Linked DNA regions of Mus musculus: all the other regions are linked to region 2. Evidence: chromatin contacts called from public HiChIP or PLAC-seq data. All regions are on one chromosome and are shown on one strand. The core of a region is the stretch at or near the end of the contact, and the rest is flanking DNA. Distances in the headings are between cores, read along the strand shown. Region 1 has its middle 3.8 kb from the start of Gm24208. Region 2 holds the start of Mycn (v-myc avian myelocytomatosis viral related oncogene, neuroblastoma derived). Region 3 has its middle 14 kb from the start of Gm40270. Region 4 has its middle 7.6 kb from the start of Gm38686. Region 5 has its middle 20 kb from the start of Gm35298.

Region 1 (2,700 bases), core at 155-2,654, 240 kb before region 2:
TCATGTGCCATGTCAGGTTATTTAGAGAAGGCCACTTAAGACTTTCCTGAGAAAGCTTTCAGAGCTTCTGGAGGCTCTGGAAGTGCACACCACTTCCTGTATAATGTCCACCAAGTGGGGTGATGGCAAAAAGATAGACTGCGCATTTCATAGTCTGAAGGATCAGCTTTCAAATCCCAGGCTTCCATATTTGGAAAACCAAGCTTCCCTTGGTCTTTATATTTGTCTGCAAGAGGAAGAGAATATTTCCAACATTGAGACAGAACGATGAGAATTAGAGTTTTATAAGGGGAAAAAATGTATTCCTATTCCTTGATTTTCCACCAACTGCAATAGGAGATAGGTTGGGCACCATTATTTTTTAAATAGACATTGCCCTGTGACTCAGAATTTCCAATCCTAAGTAAATCCCTCCCCCCAACTGCAAACGGGTATTCAAAAACACCACGGAAGGATGTCCACAGTAGCACTGTTTGTAGTAACCAAAGAGGAGACAATCCAGATACCCAACAAGTTGAAGACTATATAACAAAATATGATCTAATCTTATAATGGAATACTACTCAGCTGTGACAAAGAGTTCGGGAAATATGGACATAACCATAACTTGAATGAAATGAAAACTGCTTAGTGAATATTGAAGGCACAAAAGATCCCACGTGTCTGGAATAATTGGACCCACAGAAGAGGAGGCGGGTGAGAGGTGGTGATGGAGGAGTGGCTGGGAGGGGAGAGGAACCGAGACTTTCGGCTTCGTGGAGGAGTGTGTTTCCACGGGGTCATGGAACTGTGCTGAAGTAGAGGTCAGTGAGCACAAACGTACAGATACACTGAACTGCACTAGGGTGAAATGGTGATTTCATATTTCACATACTTGACAACAAAAATACACAAGGAATTAGAGTCAAGAAGATTCTACGTTGCAATGCGAGCAGAACCCTTCCTCTGCTTGGGCACAGAGCAGTAAGGAGAAGTGTTTCCTCATACCAGCTCTGAGCAGCAACCTGCACTCCCAAGGCCGGGAACACACAGCCTGTGTATGCCCTTGACTACCTGTAGGGTCTCCACAGTACTAGACAAAGGCCCTTTCTTTCTCTATGGGCAGGGGCACAGTGAATGCATAAACATGGGCAGGAAGGCAGGCCGCTTGAAAGCTTCCAAAAGGCCCTTTCTGACAAGTGAAAAATGTTGGTGACTTGAAGTCACAGGGCCAGGCTTTTAACAACCCTGCGCGTATTTATTTAACCCAGTAAATACGTTTATTAGCAAGGCCGCCTTTGTAGAGCAGGTAATGCATTTCCCATATGGTTCTGCTTTTTAGACCCGGCCACGACGGCTCACACCTAGCTCCCCTTCCGCCTCTGAGGTTAGGACCTTGGTGTGTTACCACTTCACTGCCTTGGCCCCTGTGTGTGTATAATTACAGTCTTTCCCAGAGAGGAGGAAATCCCCGGGCCTTGGCCTTAACTAGCCCCGGCATTGCACTACCAAAGGGCACGTCTCGGAGGGGGGAAGAGAGAGCTAATAAAGCCTTCACGTTATTAACTTTTTCCTTCTGAAAAGAATCCTGAAAAATACCATCGCTCCACATTAAAGGCTGTGTGTGAGAGCCGCCACCGCCTAATGAGTCGCTTGGACCCTAGGCCACATGCAAGAGCTTTGGAGGCCCCTTTTAACTAACCTTGATGTTGTGCCAGCCCTGGGGGAGTGTGGGCAAGGCCTGAGGGAGGTTACAGCCACCCCCCACTCGGAGTTAAGGTTTGCACCTGACAGAGGGGAACTGGCCCAGGTTGGTAGGGCACCTCCCAGGATGATATAGAGGTAGATAGATAGTCACAGAAATCATGCAGAGACATATGCCAAGCACCAAGTGTCTTCTTGGTATATAATGAGCCAGAGTCGGGGTCTGGGATTCCCACAGCTGAAGCTTCCAAAGTGAACTGAGGTGTAGCCTCCCTCAGCCTTGAAGCAGGCTGATTCAGATTTTGCCACCACTGAAAATTAAATCACCTGGGGTGTAGCCTTCCGATTTAGATGGCTCTATTGTTATGTCAACTACCGCTGCTATTCTCCGAGACTTTCCAGAGACACATCCTATCCTGCATGTTGCCTACAGGCTGGCTCCAGGCACCAAGAATGGATTGGCAGGGGATGGGCCTCCCCCCCTTTATAAGCACAGACTCTTAGTAAACTTTGGGGCCTTGATCAGAGAAAAATTTGTCTTGGCCTCATTCTTTTCTCACGGGCTAGTCTCTTTCAGCTCCAGCCTGCCTTTCAGGAGTACCCGGTTCATGTAAGTCGCCGGGGGCTTACAGTTACACTGAGGTATAAGCAAAGATAACAGTAAATAGAGCCTCCCGTGCTCGATACAACTTCCGAATTGCCCTGCCCATAGGCCAATGGAAGCATTTCTCTAGCTATGATGTGTTGATGTTTTAGGAAAGGCTGTAATTTCTTGCGCTGGCATTCTGGAAGTCCAGTGGTTATGATAATATGTTGTGGAGCAGTAGACAGACACCTGCCAGCCCATAAGAGATGACACCTAGGTTTTGTACCGAAGAAAGGTCTTGAGGGTGTCCTTGTCTTAGGTTGGGTGGCCCTCTGTGCTCATGCGCCCTGGGAATTAGCAAGAGGATCCTCGGGGATAAGCAGGGCTCAGAAAGCAACTTCCTTTGACCCCTCTCTTCAACCCTGCTCAGA
Region 2 (2,700 bases), core at 19-2,518:
GGAAAGTTTTGTGGGGCAAGAGCATTTATTTTTAGCCCCACATTTAGGAAACAAACCTTTTAGCATGCTTGCCTAGACAGAAGTGAGACGCTGTGGGATGGGGAGGGAGGGAAATGTGCCCACGGCTGTGAGGAAAGAATACACGCACCCTGCTCTAGTCTAAATAAGATGTCGCGCTCTCTCTGTTCACGCCAGCTCGTAAGTGAGGCAAATGGGACACAAAGAGGCCAAATTAATGATGGCTTTCCTTGATGTCACCATCCGTAGGAACTCGAGGTATACAGAGCAGTCAGTGATTTGGGCAAGGAAAGCAGCGGTCCGTAATTCAACCCTGGCTTCGGAAAGGCTTTTGTTGGGAACGGTGGGCGCGACTTCAGGGGACGTCCCTCCACGCGTTTCACAATCCCTTCCGCGGTAGCAAGGATTCGCTAATTGTCTCGCGGGGGTGGCCCCACTCGGGCTCCGAGGCTGGGCGGTGCGGCTCCGCTTTCTGCTTGGTCTCCGCGAGGTGTCGCCTTCGGCCGAAGAAAGCGGTAAGGCGCCACCCTCGTAGCCCGCACTTATTTATTTTCAAACAAGGGGGGCGCCCCTTCCTTTCAATTTGAAACTAGAAACCTCCTGCGGTCTGTTTCTACGTGGGCGCGTCCTCGGCCTCCCATTTTGCACTCCTGTGTCGCCTTCCTTCGAGATCACACACGAACAGCCCCTCGACCAGGCCTTGTTCCACTTTAGCCTGGAGCTCATCTTTCACACAAACATACACTCGCGCGCAGTCCACGCAGGGACTGGGCTAGAAACCTCTTTTCCCATTCCCAGAACACACCCAGCGACCTTTAAAAAAAAAAAAACACGGAGTGCAGCGGGTGCAAGCCAGGGGGTCCAAAAGGGAGGGGGAAGCACTCCTCGGGTTTCCCAGCTTTGCTGCTTGCAGTCTGAAAAACGAGAGGGGGGAGGGGGAGAGAGGGAGGGACGGAGGGGGAGAGGAGAGGAGGGGAGGAGGGGGAGAGGAGAAGAGGGGAGGAGGGAAGGGAGAGAGAGAGAGAGAGAGAGAGAGAGTCGGAAAAAAAGAGAAAAGCAAATGGCTTTTGGCGCGAAAGGCTTTGGCGCCTCCCCTGATTTTTATGGAAATCAAGAGGGCGGGGAAAAGCCTCTTGCCTCTGCCTTTCTCCCTCCCCCTCGTCTGCGCCACAGCCCCCTTCTCTCCCCGCCCCCCGGGTGTGTCAGATTTTTTCAGTTAATAATATCCCCCGAGCTTCAAAGCGCAGCCAGTGACAGTCATCTGTCTGGACGCGCTGGGTGGATGCGGGGGGCTCCTGGGAACTGGGTTGGAGCCGAACGAGCGCTAGCCAGGCGTAAGCGCGCACACACTGCAGCCGCCGGAGGACAACCCCCTCCCGCCGCCGCTCCCTCAGCCCACCCGGAGACCCCAGCCCCGAGTCGCCTCCGGATCCCCGGCAGTCTGCGGGAGGTAAGAAGCGGTACTTGCGAAGCTTCGAGCGCCCGGGGAACGGCGGAGCGCTGCGGCTAGGCAAGCCCCTGGACGCGGCTCCGCACCCTGCACCCAAATATGCCGGGCTTTTCTGGGGGAGGGGGTAAGGGGGCAACACACCGCGTCTGCTTCCGAAACAAAACCATCTGGGTTTTTTGTTTTTTTTTTTTTCCTGAAAAGCCTATTCAGCACCCGAAGGCACCCTGGCTGGAAGAGACCCGCCCTAATCCCTTTTACAGCCCTGGCCCAGGCAGAGAAATAGCTTTAGCGAAAAGAAATTCGCCCGGCTCCACAAGATTTGTCTGAGTGTGAGGTGACTGGGAACCGGTGCGTCCCCACCCCAAGCTGGGGTTCTCCAAAAGGTGCCGCGGGGAAAGAAGGAAAAGGGGTTAGGCGAAGCTAGGTGCCTGAGTGATAATGTAGGTCACGGCTGCTCCGGCTTAGGAGACGCGATTCTCGCCGGCGACCCTGCACCATTCCTAGGGATGGGGTTCAGCCTTTCCCCCCGCCTGTTGAAGAGGTTGAGGTCTCTGAAGGAAGGGGAATGGAAAGGGTATAGGTATAGGCAGCGATGAGTACCAAGGGTATCTGCCAAGATTGAGGCTCTAGGTCTAGGTGGAGAGGGTTGTATGTAATTGCCTGTTGTTGGTCTGACTGGAGAAAGGCCCTTAATAATTAATAAAGTTTCCTGAACCCCGTTAGCGTTTGCGCTCCCGTGATCGCATTTCTGCAAAAGGGGAATGAAAGGTACTTCAATCCCATGCCTGGTAGCTGGGCTAGAGAGCAAGGACTTCCTTTAAGCAACTAGTGCAAGTGGGGTAGTCGCGCTAGTAAGAGCTGAGATCTGCAGCTTGAACAGCCCCCCTCCCCCAGGCAGTGCCTTGTGTGAATGAAACGGCAGTTTCCAAAGTTGCAGAGAGCCACACCACCCCCTGCATCTGCAAGCCCCCTCCCACTCCCAGTCTTAGACAGCTTGTACACAAAAGGAGGGAGTAGGGGAGACGCTCAACTTTCTCCCACCTTCCAGAGCTGTGGGGAGCTTGCAGAAGAGATTGGGGGCTCCCACTGCCTGTCCCCACCAACCCACCCCTTTGGCTCATTCTCTCTTGGTTTGCCTATTGGTTGTAGAGTTGGAGGTTGGCGCGACTCTGCTGCTCTCCACGGGAAGGAAGCACTCCCCCATATTAAAAAGAGCGGAGATATTAAAAGAG
Region 3 (2,700 bases), core at 14-2,513, 200 kb after region 2:
AGGTCTGACTCTCCTCTGAGGGTACTCCACCCCATAGCACTGCACTAAAGTGACTTGGGTGTCAGATACCTACTTGTCCATAGTCAGCCGTCCCTGAACTGGGCCCAGAGCAGATCTGAGGTCATGACATGTCATTACTGTTACGCTTTAACGTTTTTATTTTAGTGTGTAGGTGTTTTGCTTGCATATGTGTGTGTGCACCATATGTCTGATGTTCTTAAGTCTATCAGAGGATGTGAGAACCCTGAAACTGGAGAGACAGATGACTGAATAACTATGTGGGTGCTAGAAACTGAGCCTGGGTACTCTGTAGGAGTATATTTTGCTACTGACCCACCTCTCCAGCCCACTATTAAAAAAAAAGTATGTGTGTGTGTTTGTGTGTGTACATGTACAGCGGTCAGAGGCGGACATATGGGAGTGACTTCTCTCCTCCTCTGTGCGGGTTCCAGGCTTCTAACTTAGGTCATCCAGCTGGCTGGCAAGTGCCCTTGCCTCCTGAGCCATCTTGTCTGTACATTGTTTATTACTTTTAAAAATTGTCGAAATAAATACCTAATTAAAAAAAAAAAAGAAAAAAAATTGTCAAAAGCAGCATACTTAGGCTGCTTCTGCTGTGCAACAGTGGATCATGGGTCACCCTACTGAGCTGTATTCTTTTGCCATTTTTTTTTTTTTCTTTTCTGGGAAGGTGCGTTCATAAATCCAGTCTTTGAGCAATGTTACACTGGCAAGAGCACTTGTGGGCTACTGGGCCAGTCTGCAGGTCACCTGATAAGACAGTTTCACACCTCTGTCTAATCTTGTTAATTAGCAAATTCCGAGTCCACAGCTGGCCTTTAGTGAAGCAAGTCTCTTTTTGGTAAACCTAGAGATATGTTGGGGTTCATGGCTGCATCAGGCAATGGTGGGCCACAGATACCAACTTTCTTCAGGGAGGGCCCAGTGGAGTCTCCTATTTAAATCTCATTATCTACAACATGTAGCCATGCTCAATAAATTCACAAATACCAACTGGGCTGGCCCATGTGCATCTGCTATTAGTTAAAAAAAAAAAAAAGAAAAAAGAAAGAAAAAAAAAAGCAATGTGGGAGAATTTCCGTTTTCCTAAATTCTCCCTTTAAAAGTTCAGTATTAAGGAATCCTTGAGGTAAGGACATTGATTCCTTTTCCTGGACAGATGGACACACAGACGCTCTGCAGCTGATTAACCCCACCCTGACATTTTTGCAGTCTTGGCTTTGTCTTACAGTGGGTTTTGGAACGCATCCAAAATCTACTTAGACATACTTCTCAGGGAGAAAGGCTTTTACACTTCAGAAACTCTCTCTCTCTCTCTCTCTCTCTCTCTCTCTCTCTCTTTCTCTCTTAATTTGAGGTTGAATTTTTCTGCCCTAATTAGCTATGTCTTTGAGCTTCAAGAGCAAGTTTTACTGTGGTTATTAACGAGGCCAATCTCTGATCGCTGGCCTTTTTCAAAAGCATTCCAGCCCGCTAAACAGTGGCCTTTCATGATTTACAAGTTTGGAATCTTTGAGGGTTTTCAACAATTAAGGTGATTACTTTTCACACTCTGAACATCTTAATCACAAAACCTTGAGAGGGGGCCATGACGAGTATAGCCTGGCACCCCGGCACCCCTAGAGCTTGCCTCTTGGGTGTGGGGATTCCCTGGAGCTGGTCTAGCCCCTCTGAGACGGTGTAGGCAGGAAGTCACAGATGTTCCGCTTCATCTCCAGGCCTGTACTAACAGTACAAACCCATGTCCCAGGGCGAGTGCTGTCAGATACCGGCTTCGAGCAAGGTAAACAATCCTTTTCTTCAGCTCAACACAACCATGTTTTCAAAGTACTTTATAGACTTAAAAGCTCAGGTGATCTTTACAAGGCTGTGCGGTTGCACAGATGAAATTCTGTGGTATTAGTGAATGGGGAGAGTAAGGGCCAGAGAGGTAAGAGCACGCAGTCAATGGCAGCGAAGGACATCCAACCTTCCTGATTCCTGGCCAGGAGCTTTGCGTAACAGAGATGTCACTCCCTCTGTCTAGAAATGGTACCCTTGTCTGGGGGAAAGAAAGATACTAGTTTAACATTTCATCTCTATTTAATGAAAAGATGACCGGTATTTAACTTTCACATGACATTGATTCTGTAGACACCCTATGCTTCCATTTGAATCTGGATGTATGGCACCAAACAGAATGTTAAGAGAATCAGTCAATGTTCAGAGGAAATGGATTGCTAGTTAGTGCTAGAAGTGAATACATAAGTAGCAGTTTCTAGGACTGTAGAAATTTAAAACACAAGATTCTCATGGGTTGTACAATGAATGTGTGAGCTGATGTGCTTGTTACCATAGAAACATCTAGAATTCTTCTTGTGTGGATTTTTTTTTTCTCCCCTACAAGGTTTAACTCTATAGCCCAGGCTATCCTGGGACTCATGGTGGCACCCAGGCTAACCTCACCACTATGACAGTTCTCCTGCCTCAGCCTCCCAAGGGCTAGGATTGCAGGTTCATGCATGTCCCTGTGCCTAACTCTTCTGTATGGCTTGCATTTATGTGAAAGGAAGTCTGTGAGGGTGACTTGCATTTTGAAAGCTCAATGTGCATCTAAATTATCAGGTCGGTTATTAGGTCCCAGCAATGTCACGATTCACTTGATAAAGTCTTTATTGTTATCATTATTAGGGTTACTAT
Region 4 (2,700 bases), core at 81-2,580, 220 kb before region 2:
GAACTTAAGAGCTCATGGAGGGGTCTTGATGGAGGTCTTCTCTCAGCCAACTGATGCTCTATTTGAACTTCCAACCAGGCACACAGGAGGTATATCCCCATTGTGATGAAAAGCAAGTGGAGGTTCAAAGTAGCAGAAGTCTTTGCCCAAGGTCACAGAGCCACCAGGTGGTAACACTTTTCAACTGGGCCAGGTTTTCTTGAAGCCCTTTCTGTGTCTCATCTTCTGGAGTCTCTGCTCAGGGTGGCAGATATGGACCTGCTCAAATTTCCTAGCTCTCTTTCCTTGTCAAGTAGCCAGTTTGGGGATCAGAAATGCCCCCTCTACTCCCTACGTCTCACCTCCCGTCACCCTCCACTCCACTCCCTTCCCACCCCTACCCCGCTCACCCCCAATCCTCACCCCTAAGCTTCCCTCATTCCCCATCTCCCATCTCCTTTCACTCTCTATCTGCTACTCCTTCCCCATCTCCACCCACTTCCACCCTCACCCTCACCCCAGAAAAGAAGAGGATACCTAACAGTATGTGCTTGGGTGAAGTTAGTAGAACAAGCACTCTCCTATCTCTGCCTCCTGCCTAGCTCCTGTCCCACCCACTCCAGGGGGACCATGGTTCCCAAGCAGCTCTAATGAGAGGTGACATCGAGAGAAACAGAATCTGTTAGCAAAACACCCAGCATGTCACCAAGAGCTGGTCCTTCTTAGCAGAAAGAGCTCTGTTTGCTTGTTTTTGAGATAAGATCCCACTGTAGTCCAGGCTGGCCCGGATCTTACTGAGTGGCTCAGATTGGCCTGGAGCTCATAGCAATCATCCAGCCTCAGAATTCCAAGTGTTAGGACACAACTGCCACCCAAGCTGGCTGTAAAAGTGACCGTAAAGTCACTTCACCTGGTCCTGGCAGAAGGCTGACTTTTTGTTTTTCTTGTCCTACTCAGCATGGAAAGCATTTGATGCTCTGAGGGTATGACCACAGTCCACCACATGTATGGACACAAGTCCACCACAGACAGCATGGCTGGGAGACAGAGACAAAACAGGACTAGGAGTGTGGGAGAGGGTTCAGAAGGGGACTCATCAGTGGGGAACAGATCAGTCAAATAGGACCTGGGAGGAGGAATCAGGAAAGGTTGGAGTTTGGGGAGCACCATTAGTTGTGCTCTCTTTCTGGTATGACAACTGCCTCTTCCATCCCTAGCCTACATCCTCTGGGTGTGTGCTGCCCTGAGCTGACAGAGAAAGTACTCTGAGACAGCCTCTGACAAAGAAGCCTTGACTGTTGGCAGGCAAGATTTTCTGAAGCAGCTTCCATAGCAACCAGAGGCAATGTTGAAAAGCAGCTGAAAGGCCCTGGTTGCTTAGCAAAGGATGACTGCTTGGGAGGTGCCACCTGCCCTGAGGGGGATAAGGAGGCTGAGAATGTTACCCATTGTTTGCTTCTCATGAATGAAGAGGGGACCTTAAGGGGACATTAAGGTCCTAGGCCTGTAGCCTGCCTCTTTTCCTTTTTGCATGTCCCTGATTCTGTCCCATGCAGGGTGGGCCACTTCATTGAACATTCTTTCTAGATCCAGCTCACCCTGGTCTTGCTTGAGCAGTGATCTCCTTTCCTTGTCTTGGACCAAGGTCAGAGCAACCCATAGGCTCAATCTCCATGAGGAGAAGGGACCCTTCCAAGGAGCTCAATGCTGTTTGTGTGTCAGGGCCTGTAAGGGTCCTTGGTATTGGGTCTAAGGAAAGATGGAGGAGCACACAGTCCTCAGGGGGATCACACATCCTTTTCAGAGAGATTGGGAGTGGGAGAGCATTGCTTTAAGGGATCCATTGGCACCCAGAGTTAGGCCCAGGACAGGACTCTAGTTCCTAGGGACTAGGATGTTCTTTGTGATCTATAGACTATGTCTTTTTTGAGCTGTCTCTTCACTTGATGGCTGGAATCTGGAAAGGACATTATTGTGATGGTGTAGACAAGTGTGCCTGCCAGATGTTGATAAACCCAGGAGGTGGCAGTCAGAGAGCCCAACCAATTGACCCACCAAGAAGTATTCAGAGGCAGTGGCTCCAGTAGTTTCTCCTCCATCCCTTATCCTGCATACCTGGTTCTTAATGAGACATGTAGTGGACAACCTTGGGTGGGATGCTGAAGTCCCTTTGGTTGTGGGTTTTCTAAACTGCCTACCCTGGCTTCTCCCTCCCCATTTCATTCTTTCCTACATAACCTATTTAAATCCAGTGCTGGGAAGGTACAAGGATGGAGAGAGATGCTGGAAAAGTTACTTCACTTATGAGAGATTAGAACTATGTGTGACCCCTCCTGCATCCCTGGTAGCTCGAATAAGGAAAGACTTGGGAAATGATGATGAGTAGGAAGGTGAGGGAACAGAACACACAGGTCGAGGTGGGCAGAGGTGCAGGAGTCAGAGCTGGGTGTCAGTGGGAACAACAGCTAGTACCTAACATTCAAGTACTTCCCTGGGCCCAGAGGGAAGGGACACTGAATGCTGACTTCATAGAAAGGAGGATTCGATGCTTGCAATACTCTCTTTATTCTGCTTTAAATCAGAGGAAACTCCAAGCCATGAGTAATTGCCAGGCCACAAGCAGGTTCTAGAAAACCACAGCTACCATTGGACACTCTTGTGTAGCGTACTTCTGAGCTGGGCTGGTATCTGCCTCTCCAGTCCGCATGGCCCATTCTTCGC
Region 5 (2,700 bases), core at 34-2,533, 140 kb before region 2:
CCAGTCCTACAGCATTTAATCTTTCTTCCTTCAATGAGAAAGCTTCCAGCCACTAAGTCTGTCCAAGTCACTTTGTATGCGCTCTCGTGCCCATTCCCCTGGCACAATGCCAGCTAACGCACCACGTGGTGTTTTCCTCTGCCAGCAAGTTTGTCCTGGTCTTGATGCAGGGAAGGATCAGAATCATTGAAGAGTGACCTGTCATTACCTTTTATCCCCAGCGTCACCCCCATTAGAGAGAATGCTTCCTCCTGAAGTGCCAGCTGGATGCCTGCTGCTGAACCTCTGGGAAACTGTAGCCAACTCCATCTTCATTCTTTCCCTCCTTCTCTCTCTTGTCCCAGACTCCAGGGCATGGGGACAAAAAGAACAATAGACAGAGACCCTCTGTCACACAGCTCCTAGCTCAGTATCAGGTGTTAAGACACTCAAGTACAGTCAGCACCCGCCATGCTCAGGTTCTGCTTTGGTGAGTGTGACTCCTTAATAATTATATTCATCACTCCCACATCATAGGCAGGAGTGTACATATATACATATACATACATATTAGTGAACATATCTACGGTGGTAACAAATCCAAATTATCAAATGTGCCTGTCACTAGTCAAGGTCACCAATGTGAACTCTGTCTTCTTTCCAGCTCTCATACTGCACATACTGCAATATATATATATATATATATATATGTGTGTGTGTGTGTGTGTGTGTGTGTGTGTGTGTGTGTGTGTATATATATATATACACACATGTCTGTGTCCTAATAAAACTTAGTTTATACTTCTCATTGGGTTTTTAGTGTTTAGAAATGGACTTTAAGCACCTTGCTGAAATGTCATCCACAGTTCCTAAGCAGAGGAGTTGTAAAGTGCCCTATGGGAAAAATGCTGGTGTTAGACAGTTCTTCCTTCAGATGTGCTGTTGGCTGCCATTCAGTGTGAGTCAACATCTTCCACATACCTTATCTTATCCCAAGAACACACATCAGACAACATTATGCATTGTGGGTTGATGAAACAGTGACAGGAACCTCACAGTAACCTAGCCGTGTGCCACCCAAGGGGCTGCTGCGGGTATAGTTGGTAGCGTTTTGAACAATAATGACAATAATCTGTTCAGTTGATTCCCAGCAGAATGTGAAATCTCCAGGAGACACCAGGCCTCCAAATAATTTAAAGGAGTTGATGTTTCGCTTTCCATGATTGTTGAGCCCTACTCCTTTCTTCCCAATACAGCAATGGAGCTGGCTTTGGAGACTCTAGAAAGATGAGTCAGAGAAGGTCCTGCACACCAAGAGCAGCAGTCAGCTAGCTGTCTGAGGTTCTGTGGAGCCCGGTGTGTCTTCCTCCCCCCCCCCCCATTGTCTTTGGCTGCACAATCAGGAAGCCAGATCAGATGGCACACATTCACCAACTCCAAAACTCTTACTGGTTGACTCACTGAGATTCAAAAAAAGATGCAAATCTTTGAATTCCGGGTATAATTTGTGGAGTGTTTCCCCTAAATCTGGTTTGAAGATCACCCAGGTCTTCATTCTTTCACCAATACTCCGATTTTTAGATGTCACAAACATTTACTGAGTAGCTATGATACGCCATAAAAAAAGACAGTAACTTTCACCTATCTTTTTACATTAAAGCAAAATGAAACAAACAACATTTTCTGACCAATAATATTCTAAAGTGCTCTGTATTGACTATCTTGGCAATAATTTTTGTGAGGTAGTTATTACAATTAGCTTATTTCACATGTAGGGAAACTGAGGCCTGTGGCTAGATATGTTGTTTCAAATTGGCATGGCTGGTGAGTGGGCACCATGGAATTCTGGTCTCTGTCCTTGTCTAACACCTGACGACCTTGCAGTTCATGTTCTATTCAGCTTGCTTCCATTTAACTAAGCCTCGTTTCTCAGTGATTGACAGCAGAGGCATTCCTTGGAAGTAGTTAGTAATGTCAAGTCTCAGACTGGTTTCCAGATCTACTGAGCAAGATGTGCATTTTCACGAAAAATACACAGTCGTGTACTTGTGAGACAGAGCTTCGGGAGAGGAGGTGCTCCAAGAGAGGGGGTAGTGTGTGCTGCTAGGAGGGAGGAGCCAGGTAAAAGGCAGATAGCTGTTGGCTGTACATTCTAAGGATGAGACAAAGACAGCAAGAGGGGCAGGATGGCATCAAGAAAATGGGAGCACAGAGAAAGAAGACCGGAGAATATTTATCATCCGCTCTTCTCAGGGTGGCATGGGCACCCCCTTGAAAGTTCCAAGAATCCACTCAGGTCTGCAGAAGAGCTCTGAACTGACTTGCAACGAGGCTCAGGGAACAGGCATGTTGAGGTCATGTTTATCTGGGGTCTCCCACAGAGCCAGCCCTGTGGAAGCCATGGCTTTGTTCGAACCTTACTTTTCTCTGATAGAAAATGGAATGACGAGGAAGGGCTTTGCAGTTGCTTCAAGTATTTGCAGTTACAAAATAGAGGCAACAATGTCTGGCAGGAAGATATTTAAGGCTTTTTGGAGGGCAGGGAACCATTGTTGGCTTCTGCAGTGAGCTGCTCACTCCTTGAGCAAAGCACATTGCTTGAGTGGCTCTTTGAACCCCAAGGCCAGCCAGGATTCTTTCTCTACCCACTGTGTTCAGCTGTGACACAGACCCTCCCTCAGCATTTCCCATGCAGCAGCTCTTTTTCGATTGCTCTCTTCT

The links. HiChIP or PLAC-seq counts read pairs in DNA pulled down with a chosen protein or histone mark.
Region 1: an H3K4me3 HiChIP or PLAC-seq map of embryonic limb bud shows a contact between it and region 2, with 6 times the contacts expected there. The contact joins the enhancer-like site here to the promoter of Mycn in region 2. A contact is called at or near these places in 2 of 39 promoter capture datasets (cranial neural crest and second pharyngeal arch cranial neural crest), 1 of 15 datasets of contacts at CTCF or cohesin (the NIH/3T3 cell line), 6 of 484 Hi-C or Micro-C datasets (the N1E-115 cell line, embryonic fibroblasts, embryonic stem cells and 1 more), 13 of 115 datasets of contacts at active chromatin or transcription factors (craniofacial prominence, embryonic basal ganglia, embryonic forebrain and 8 more) and 1 of 9 other capture datasets (adipose tissue).
Region 3: a contact with region 2 is called in an H3K4me3 HiChIP or PLAC-seq map of embryonic basal ganglia, with 2.9 times the contacts expected there. The contact joins the enhancer-like site here to the promoter of Mycn in region 2. A contact is called at or near these places in 6 of 39 promoter capture datasets (cranial neural crest, embryonic stem cells, hippocampal neurons and 3 more), 2 of 15 datasets of contacts at CTCF or cohesin (large pre-B cells and pro-B cells), 9 of 484 Hi-C or Micro-C datasets (cortical neurons, cranial neural crest, embryonic cerebral cortex and 5 more), 26 of 115 datasets of contacts at active chromatin or transcription factors (the 230-238 cell line, astrocytes, craniofacial prominence and 14 more) and 3 of 9 other capture datasets (adipose tissue, embryonic stem cells and liver).
Region 4: a contact with region 2 is called in an H3K4me3 HiChIP or PLAC-seq map of forebrain, with 4 times the contacts expected there. The contact joins the enhancer-like site here to the promoter of Mycn in region 2. A contact is called at or near these places in 3 of 39 promoter capture datasets (embryonic stem cells, neural stem cells and second pharyngeal arch cranial neural crest), 1 of 15 datasets of contacts at CTCF or cohesin (the NIH/3T3 cell line), 1 of 484 Hi-C or Micro-C datasets (the N1E-115 cell line) and 7 of 115 datasets of contacts at active chromatin or transcription factors (craniofacial prominence, embryonic forebrain, embryonic limb bud and 4 more).
Region 5: a contact with region 2 is called in an H3K27ac HiChIP or PLAC-seq map of extraembryonic endoderm stem cells, with 4 times the contacts expected there. The contact joins the enhancer-like site here to the promoter of Mycn in region 2. A contact is called at or near these places in 3 of 39 promoter capture datasets (frontonasal cranial neural crest, liver and maxillary cranial neural crest), 17 of 484 Hi-C or Micro-C datasets (embryonic limb bud, embryonic stem cells, nephron progenitors and 1 more), 5 of 115 datasets of contacts at active chromatin or transcription factors (embryonic stem cells, extraembryonic endoderm stem cells and stem cell-derived neural progenitor cells) and 3 of 9 other capture datasets (adipose tissue, embryonic stem cells and liver).

What each region holds. Positions count from the first base shown.
Region 1 is chr12:13,183,640-13,186,339 of GRCm38.p6, reverse strand. No RefSeq gene overlaps it. Among named protein-coding and RNA genes, the nearest start is that of Gm24208, 3.8 kb to the right of the region's middle. Within about 2 kb of position 1,404, at least 24 of the 459 cell types and tissues checked have an H3K27ac peak or open chromatin away from gene starts, as enhancers often do. A contact at or near this core is called in embryonic limb bud and second pharyngeal arch cranial neural crest, where this site is marked.
Region 2 is chr12:12,940,404-12,943,103 of GRCm38.p6, reverse strand. It overlaps Mycn (v-myc avian myelocytomatosis viral related oncogene, neuroblastoma derived), which reads left to right and starts at 1,268. Exons shown (of 3, transcript NM_008709.3): 1 at 1,268-1,468; 2 at 2,618-2,700. RefSeq lists an enhancer at 469-497.
Region 3 is chr12:12,737,819-12,740,518 of GRCm38.p6, reverse strand. No RefSeq gene overlaps it. Among named protein-coding and RNA genes, the nearest start is that of Gm40270, 14 kb to the right of the region's middle. Within about 2 kb of position 1,263, at least 23 of the 459 cell types and tissues checked have an H3K27ac peak or open chromatin away from gene starts, as enhancers often do. A contact at or near this core is called in cortical neurons, embryonic basal ganglia, embryonic brain and 1 more, where this site is marked.
Region 4 is chr12:13,158,486-13,161,185 of GRCm38.p6, reverse strand. No RefSeq gene overlaps it. Among named protein-coding and RNA genes, the nearest start is that of Gm38686, 7.6 kb to the right of the region's middle. Within about 2 kb of position 1,330, at least 61 of the 459 cell types and tissues checked have an H3K27ac peak or open chromatin away from gene starts, as enhancers often do. A contact at or near this core is called in craniofacial prominence, embryonic limb bud, forebrain and 1 more, where this site is marked.
Region 5 is chr12:13,081,209-13,083,908 of GRCm38.p6, reverse strand. No RefSeq gene overlaps it. Among named protein-coding and RNA genes, the nearest start is that of Gm35298, 20 kb to the left of the region's middle. Within about 2 kb of position 1,283, at least 11 of the 459 cell types and tissues checked have an H3K27ac peak or open chromatin away from gene starts, as enhancers often do. A contact at or near this core is called in extraembryonic endoderm stem cells, where this site is marked.